Regions from separate parts of the Mus musculus genome. Here region 1 is linked to region 2. Evidence: chromatin contacts called from public Hi-C data. All regions are on one chromosome and are shown on one strand. Each heading gives the region's core, a stretch centred on a gene start, on an enhancer-like site or on the middle of the called end of the contact. The rest is flanking DNA. Distances are from core to core; before and after follow the strand shown. Region 1 overlaps Btbd9 (BTB (POZ) domain containing 9). Region 2 overlaps Btbd9 (BTB (POZ) domain containing 9).

Region 1 (4,605 bases), core at 5-2,504, 120 kb before region 2:
ACTTTCAACATCAGCAGGAAGAGGTACGCCACACACAGCACTGCTCTCCAGGAGGAGCCAATCAAGAGCACGGAGTGTCCATGAGCATGAGGACAACCACTGACAGTGTGTTACAGCAGGCGGCTCCGAGGCTCCCCATGAAAAACATTATAGCCGCTCCTCAGAGAGGTCAGCACTGAGCTGCTACAGCTACAGCCACGACAGTAACCTAGAAAGCTCTACACATGCATCTACACAGACACTGGACATGGGTGGTTCCTGCAGCTATTTCAGAAAAGCTCAAAGATTCCATTCCAAGAACCACCTAACCGGCTGACAGGCCTCCTCCTACCACTGCTGACCCTGCGGTACACCGTTATGTCACAGGCGAGAGGGAAGTGCTGCTACTCATCACAGCACAGCCAAAGCTCGAGAACATTTCAAAAAGTAAAATAAGAAAAGACCTTTGGTGTGTAAAGCATATCTCATTTTTAAAAGTGTATCTAGAAAATTAGTAACAAAATAAAGCCATTCATTTAGATTACTGACCCATTTTCTCCCAGCCCCCTCAATCCTGGGTCTTTAATATCTTAGTACACCGTTACACCAAAGTGTGTAAACTGAGCAGGTGAAGGAACAGAACACATGGATGTGATCTTATCCAGCTCAGTCTGAAATAAAGGTGCATTCACTGCTGACAGCTGATCCAGGACAATAAAAGTCAGACTGTAAAGACAGAAAGCCGCAGAGCAGAGCGAGTGAGGAAAAACCCATCCCAGGCTACCAAATACACAGACCTGTCAGCCTGGCATGCATTGAGATCTTACTCTGCCAAACGCAAATTCAAAATAAATATCAGGAATCTAGACAGAGGGAAGCTCAAACAAGCAAAATCATTTCTAGTTGTTAATGCAGATGAGAGAAAATAAACAGATGTGTTTTGTTCTGGGCTTGTTATTATCAAATTGGCACAGGCTGGAAGGCAGGGACACAGGAAGAGCACTGGGGGGGGGGCATGAAATGATGGGGTTCAGCTCACACCTCTATTTCAGGGATATTCAGAAATTACTTCACGGATAGAGGTCAGACCTTCTAGTGTTTGTCAATTCATGCTGCAAGAATGAGGCAAGAAGCTCAGCTGCGACTGCTTGGACCCTCAGTGCTTCCTGCCCAGGGATACAAAGGGATCCTTGGCTCTTCCACACACTGAAGGAGTCAGTCACAATGTACGCATCTCCAAACCAGACAGAAACTGCCTTCTGCTCCTGGCTCAGTTCTAGGATATACTGTGATGCTGGCTTCTGTCCAGAGTGTGCTGAGGAAGGACCTCTGGTGCCTCCACAGCTAACCTGGGCAGGACCGAAGCTGCATGCATCTCTCTCACTTTCAACCTTTTACAGAAAACAGAAGCTCTGTAACTGAAGATAATTTGGAAATTGGCATGAGAATTTAAAAAAAATAAATCCAATTGGACAATTATTGTAAGGCTCCTGCCAACTTTTGGTTCCTTGCCACAGAGAGTAATGATTCCTGCCAGTCACTAGGAAAAGAATAGCTTCTAGAAAAGCCAAGTTTTGATGAAAAAAAAAAAAAAAAAAACCCAGTAACCCTGCATCAGCACATAGCAACTTGTAGGGAGCTGGGGCTCTGCAAATCAGATTCAAATTCAGGAACTTAATTTTTGCTTCTGCAAAGGAGTTCCAGGCTGGGAACAGAGCTCGATGGTAGAATGTTGCCTAGAGTGTGTGAGGCCCTAAGTTCACCTCTCAGAGTAATAAGCAAGCAAACAAACCAACAAACCAATGCGAAGTTCCTGGCAAAGAATAATTATCATATGGCCTTTGCGGTGCAGACCATGGATAGATAACACGTGCTTCAAGGGCAACGCAAAGACCTCAAGTTATTCTGTCCAAGTTTATTCTGTAATGTTGAAAAGCAAAAGAAACAAACCCAAGCCAATACAGGCAGAAAGTAGCCATAGCCCCCATATGTTTCCACATTAAAGAACTAAACAAATTGGGTGTGGTAGCACTCACCTCTAACCCCAAGACTATGAAAGCAGAGGCCAAGAAAGCAAAGTTCAATTCAGCACCTAGGACAGTTCCCCAAATGCCCAGTGAGCTGAGACATTACACTCTGAACACTTTGAGAGAGTAAGCTTTATGAAGGTGGGAGGGAATTGGGAATCAACAGAAGCCTGTAGACTGTCTCTGTAAGAGGATCATTTTTGTTTGTTTGCAACAGAGTTTCTCTGTGTAGCCCTGACTGTCCTGGAAGTCACTGTAGATTCAATTGCCCTGGGTGTTAGGATCCAGGCATGCACCACCCCTGCCCCACTGTTAGAGGATCTCAAGAGGCATGTGCTAGAAAGCTGCTCACACCAAGTGGGCCTCCAAACTGAAACCTCAGCCAAGCAAGCTGGTCCACAGGCGCCTGTGAAGGACAGGGCCAGTGAGGGAGGGGTACCTAGCACCTTGTCTCAAAAAGCGAGACTACATGCTCTCAGTTAACCATGAAGAGCAGCAGCCAAGCTTTAAAAAAAAAAAAAAATCTCTGAATTGTACCACCATCACCAAAGTTTCAGCAAGGCACACAACCACAGTATACAGAACACACAGTACCATCCTCTTGTGTTTCCTGTCAGGATTGATGCTCAGGAAGAGTTATTAACTAGTGGATTTTGTTTTCACCATGATAGGGAATTGGCACTCCCAGTCACAGAGAGTTCATGGCAGCGAAGGACTGAGCCATCACTCTGATACCCTCACATAGGGTTAGGAATGGACAGACTGCTCAATGTCAAATGAGAGAGTGCTCTAAGGAAGTTCTATGTGTATTACAGCATCCAGAGCCAGTGTCTGCCCTGATGCCTTATCAATATCCGATAGGACTGACAGTGTACCACCTCATTAAGTGACTCATCCCCAAAGTAGTCACACCATTAATAAGAGGTAGAGTTAGGTCCAAAATGGAAGTTTTCATTGAAAGCGCATCCCTCTTCTGAGCACTTTTGTTAATGAACACACCCACAGAGGCAGAGGACACAAACAGAAACACATGGGAGAAAACTGACGAAAGGTAAGTGTTGGGGTGATTCCCTCAGTGGGTAAGAAAACACTTGCTGTGTACGCTTGATGACCTGAAACCTAGCCTTGGGAGGGAAGTCAGAGACAGATCTCAGGACATTCCTGCCCAGCCAACTCAGCTGAAATTACAGGGTTCCAGTCCACCGAGAGAGCCTGTCTCAAGACAGTAAGGCAGTCAGTGATAGCAGAAGGCACTTCATATCATCTTATGGCATTCACAGTGGCACAAGTGCTCACAGGCACTCGTGTGTACACATCACACACACACACTTTACATGCGTGTGCTGCAGAGGCACGTTGTGGTCTGGTCCTCATTCACACTGGCAATGTCCTTGCTCCCTTCAGTAAGGAACTCTGCAGGTGAGCATTTCACAAAAGATTTTAATTTTATTTTTCATCAAATCTGGGAAACTATCTGATAACCCCACTGTTTACTGTTTCAACTTTTATATTCCTTTTGAATCAACTTGCAACACATCTGCTGATAACATAATAAAGAGAAATTACCAGGGATTAAAGCATGAGTCATTCTGGGTAAGTTCCAACATTTGTTCCCAATCTAACTCAAATGGCAGCTTTCAGAATGAGCCTAGAGGGCCATTTTTGGAACAACAAAAGAGGATCTTTTGTTGTGTGTTCATTTTCAATTCTGGCTCACTGAATTTTTATATCTAAGACCAAGGATTTTGAGGTATGTTTACTGTTTTGATGAGTGTATTAGCCAGCTCCTCCTGGGTGCGACCTGCAGCAGCCTCTTGCAGATTCCGGCTAGGGTTTAAAATTCTTGTATGTCCCTGAAGTTATTTTCCCAACAGTCTAGATTTGCTCTGTTTGAACCAAGGAAAAAATGGAAGGTAGGCTGGGTAAGTAAAGGCTAAATGCAAAGCAACACACAGGACGAATCAGTTAAGTGACTGTTTTCAGAAGAAAGCAAAAGTGTTTCATTTTAACAGTGCTTTCCTATGCTGGCGTCCACAACGAAAATCAATAGGAAGCCCTGAAAGAACTATGCAACTGGACTCGGTCAGCAGACCAGCGAAAGTGCACGGTGCTTGTTTGCCTGGCCTGGCTGATTTAAGAATCTCTGAATTCAGGGGCCCAGATGACGGAGAATCAGATGTATGATCAAAAGAAAAGAAAGCTGTTCCCTGTTTGTTCTCTGGAGATTACCTGATTATTTTTTTCTCCCAGAGATGGAGTAAAAGAAAAGAAGAACAACTCACTAATGTATATAACCTAAAAACAAGTATGCAAGGGTAACTTAAAGCCACAGCCTCTAAGGATGAATCTGGTGGCCCCAGGCAACACTTATTGCAGGCAGCTTCTGCCACTGCCACTTGAGGATTTCCTCTACCAAGGCAGCCTGTGCCACTGCGTGCTGAGTTGGAAGATGTACACGGAGTGGCATTGCAGTTGACCTACATTTTCCTTTCTAAACATATTTTTACATTCTGTTGTTTCCTTTCCCCACAGCACTGCTGTGTGGGCAGGGCAAAGAACACACCGGAATCCGTTTTCCTCTCACCTAGGTTACAACATG
Region 2 (4,451 bases), core at 616-3,115:
ACAACTGTATCTTGACATCTGATGGAGGATGGCAGGTAAATATCTAAACAGATCAATCCTTTAGCAATAAAACCAATACATATTGAAAAGAGGTAAGTCCAGTGACAAGATGGGGACCTCAGCCCCCACGTCTATAGCTCTGTCTGGTCTTGGTGCCTGCTGAGCATGAATCTTGTACCCTGAACCTTGAATCTCAGAAGGAAGTTCAGGCGGTGGGTGCCTCCACCTTCATCTAGCCTTCCTCACTGGTTCCCGGGGCTGTCAGCGCGGCTCTCAGTCTTTTTGCACTAGGGCGGGCAGAGGTGGGATGTGCTCCTTAGATGCCTCTCCAGTATTCAGTGTCCACACTTCCTGGGATAAATCCCACCTCTGGGTTTTCCTTTTTGGGGAGAGGGGCAGGGCAGGAATTTGAAGCTGTCACTTCCTTGTGAAGTGTGAATACAGTTTAGCCATAGGCAGTTGTGATGTCCAGTGTTTGGGATCTATGGGCAAGTAGTTTTCCCAAAGCAGGCATTCAGTTCTGGAGCAGGCTTGACTCAGGCCAAACCCTGAGCCACTGTGAATTTGCTGGTGGTCTTCCGACTTACTGGAGTGATTTTTAGGTTTTCCAAATCTTATATGACTCTTTTTTTATCTCTAGCTGATAGACCGCATGTAGTTAGGTGTACATACAGCAGACTCTGGGCAGTTTTATTCCTGAGACTGGCCTTCCTGGGCAGCTCTTTGATGTCAGCACCTCAGACCTGGCAAGGCCTGGCCCTTTCCTGAGAGCTCCAGCTCTGCATTCCAGTCACTCCAGCATTGCAGGGACTCTCTTAAGATGGAGGACAGGCCACCTGAGGAAGTCCAGTGTGTTCCACCAGGAAATACAGTGTACAGACTGGCAAGGCCTCTCCCCTCCTAGGTGTGTCTCACTATAGGAGATCGCTGTGATCCGGGTAGTTGAGTATATGTTAATTTAAAATGCACATATTTTGCATTTGATTTCTACGGAGTTGAAATGTTGAGAGATTTAAAAAAAAAATAAAGTGTCTTCCATTGTTAAAAAAAAAAAAAAAAGAAAAGAAAAGAGGTAAGTCATGAGAATTGAGGTTTGATGACTGATCTAGGGGGTGCCATCTGCACCTCTGCTTGAACCTAACTGCTTGGGAAGCAACTGCTAACAGAATAAAGTATAGCTCCTGCCCTTCCATGATGAGGATCGGCAACTGGTATTTGTGGTAATTACGGGTTATTAGTGCCGTTAGCATCATCTTCATGCAATGAGCTTATTAAGACACACTCTAAAACTACAAAACAAACTGCAAGGGAAAGGAAAAGCCCAATCTATTCTCTCATGTTCTGATCTGCTGCTGCACACACAAAAGGAGCTCAAAACGCTATTATCCTTTAAACCAACAAAATAAAACAAAAAGGCCTAGATTCAATTGAATAACTCATGCATAAATGGCCATTTCTCAAAGGTCTTATTTAAAATAAACCACAGTGCTTTGGGTTTTTTTTTTTTTTTTTTTTTTTTTTTTTGGTTTGGTTTTGCTCTGGGCTTTTTTTTTTTTTTAACCCTAATAAGATTCTAAGTGAAAATAATAAATAATTTCTCAACTTAAAAAAGGCAACTCAAGAGGAGGTCTTAAGAAGAGAGATTTCATAATATATGTTGTTTGTTTCTAAATAGAACTGGAGCAAAACAAATAGGAAGTAAGAAAACAGAGCCCACACTATGCTAACAAAGCCTAAAATGATCTTAAGAGGAAGCAAGGGGTAGAAAAACCGAAAGCTCTATTAACATACTGACACAAAGCATACCTTGAACAAGGATTGCTAAGCAGCTCTTTGGAGCATTTTTCAAAAGAAAACTTCCCCCAATTGCTCATCACCATTAACACTGGGTGGCTGTGACCAACTAGAGCAGAGCAGTCTTTAACAGTGAGCCTCCTGCAGTATTCCTATAAAGGGCCCTTCCCACACGGGGAGTTAAGAGACCTAGCTCAGTGGTGGAATGCGCCCCGAAAGGGGGCAGCAAGGGCTTCTTCTAGATCGTGTGTCCTGCAGCTCCAGAGCAGAGCTGTTCTTTTGCTTTGCCAGGATTCATCTAGTCATTCACTTTATTCTGGAGGTTGAGCCCAAAGGCTTGTGCATGCTGAGGTGTTCCCACAATGCTGCACGTGCAGCCGAGAGCTGCTTCTGCATCTCCCGCCCAGTAATGGCAGCGTATGACACAGAGTTAGACCCTTTGCTTAAGAGCTCAGCTTTCCAATGCTCAAGTTCTGCATCTATACAACAATCTAGCCTCCCATGAGGCTGCTGTGAGGATCACACATGGGAATAAAGCATGCCTGGCCCACAAGAAGTACTTAGTATACATTCAGCTGCTCCCTTTCCTGCCTCCCCAGCCCTCTGACTTTCTCCCTCTATCCTCAGTCCCCCTTTCTTCTGGTTTTCTGACTCCTCATAAATATTCAGTGACTCTATCTGTTACTCTTTTACTTATTTCAAAGTTCCAGAAGAATGCCTGAAAACCTGATTTGTAAGAAGCCAGAATAACTACTACAGAAGCCCACGTGCCCTCTACTCTGCAGCCCATGACTCCTGAGTTAGCTGGCACACAGTGGGCACCCACAGACTGGGCATAATTAATGCTTCCCATCAGTAAGAGACTTAAACAGTACAAATAGTTTCACGTGCTATTTCACAAACCACAGACTTCAGAATAGTTTATATTTAAATACAGTTATATTTTTAAAATCATTTTAAATTCTCTTCTGCGCTAAGTAAAATTGTTATAATTTAGTGACACCATGTGGCTATGTTTTGCTTTACATTCTTAGAAAATAAATGTTCCCCTCCAGTAGGCTGTTCAGTGCTAGTTCAATTATGACATCAAAGTTACAAGTAGAGGAACAATTCAAACTGTGTTTGCTAAAATGGCTACTTCTTCAAAGTGGGACCCTTCCCACTCTTCCATGTCTAAATAGGGCATTTCGCAAAGGTTTGAGCTTTCTGGTCCTGTGAGAAGAGTAAGACTCAGCGTGACTGACTAGGGATCTAAAGCCTCGGGGTGAACTGCCCAATTATGCCAGTGTTTGCCTTTCAAAGCAAACAAATGTTCTGTCTGCCCAGTTAGTGGATGAGATGGGGCAGAGGGAGTGGAGGCTGACCAGACACACACATCCATGCACTGCTAGTGTGGCGAGGAGAGAACGCCCCATAAATAGAAACACTTCTCTCCTCATTTGCTGTACCTGTCCCCTAGATCTACAGCCCTGTGAAGGTACTATAATCTAATGAGAATGGGTGGGGGGATGTCACAGCCAATGACAGCAGGGAGGAGGGGAGACGGAATAGATGGAGGCAATAAAAGAGATTCAAGTGCTTTACCCCAACAAATGCTACAGTTTTAGTACACATCTAATGAGGCTCCCACAGAAGACTAGCTAATATGAACAACATTCTCCATATACCAAAGAAGGCCTACATGCTCAGAGCAGAGACGAGATCATAGCATCTCCTGTCTCTCCGCTTACAACACTACCACCCTGGCAACCTTACTCAAAAATACATGCCTGCTCTCAGTGACCCGTACTTATAAATTTGTGTATATGCTACTCTCAACTGATGAGTGCAGAAACCCTGACATCTATCAGTGTTACAAGCTCGGGACTGAGTACAGTGTAGAGCACAAAGCAGGTGCTAATTTGCTGAATGAGTAAGCAGTGAACGAACGAACGAACGATCGAACGAACGAACGAAGACAATTTTCTTTCCTGGGCTAGTGAAGCATGCCTAAATCCCTGTTCTGAGTAAAAACAGAGCCCCTCTAGTGAGGTATTTATCATCACCGAAGGCCTCTAATGTAACCCCTGAGACTAGAAGACAGACTGGCAAATGTTCTGCAACACCCCTTCCTTTTTCTGCGACATACTTGACACATAATAATTTCTTGCTCTAAGAAAATGGGAATAAGGAGGGAAAGGAAACAGTAGTTATTCAAACAAGCAACGGGCATCAAAGGGAAGCATTGGTAGAGAATCAAGTGCCTGCTACAAGAAGCAAGACCTGTCTCATCAGGGGTGCGATCACTAATTCAACTGTCCCAACCTAGCCCACCACAGTCTGCCTAAATTCAACATTTGATTTCAAAGAGTTTCTAAAGGATTAGAAACATATGTAGCATTCTGTAGCATTGGGATTCTTTAGCATTAGCCCACTTTCCTGAGCAGGATATAAAAGTAAAAAGTATTTCAAAACACTGACAGGGGTGACTGATATTTAAAAATTAAAATTTTATTTTCATAAAGCATCAATATAACACTTAACTGCAGTATCAATTCACATAACACACACAAACACACACGGGGGGGAGAGAGAGAGAGAGAAAGAGAGAGAGAGAAGTCGTTATCAATGCAAAGTTCTTACAAGTGACACAGTGAGGTTTGGTCTGAGGATAAAGA

What was found. A called contact is a pair of places that touch in the nucleus more often than the background predicts.
Region 1: a Hi-C map of cortical neurons shows a contact between it and region 2, with 2.6 times the contacts expected there. The contact joins two enhancer-like sites. A contact is called at or near these places in 1 of 484 Hi-C or Micro-C datasets (cortical neurons) and 2 of 9 other capture datasets (adipose tissue and liver).

What each region holds. Positions count from the first base shown.
Region 1 is chr17:30,387,812-30,392,416 of GRCm38.p6, forward strand. All of the region lies in intron 6 of Btbd9 (BTB (POZ) domain containing 9), which reads right to left. Among named protein-coding and RNA genes, the nearest start is that of Btbd9, 190 kb to the right of the region's middle. Within about 2 kb of position 1,255, at least 17 of the 459 cell types and tissues checked have an H3K27ac peak or open chromatin away from gene starts, as enhancers often do. A contact at or near this core is called in cortical neurons, where this site is marked.
Region 2 is chr17:30,505,211-30,509,661 of GRCm38.p6, forward strand. The region is part of intron 6 of Btbd9 (BTB (POZ) domain containing 9); the gene reads right to left. Among named protein-coding and RNA genes, the nearest start is that of Btbd9, 69 kb to the right of the region's middle. Within about 2 kb of position 1,866, at least 22 of the 459 cell types and tissues checked have an H3K27ac peak or open chromatin away from gene starts, as enhancers often do. A contact at or near this core is called in cortical neurons, where this site is marked.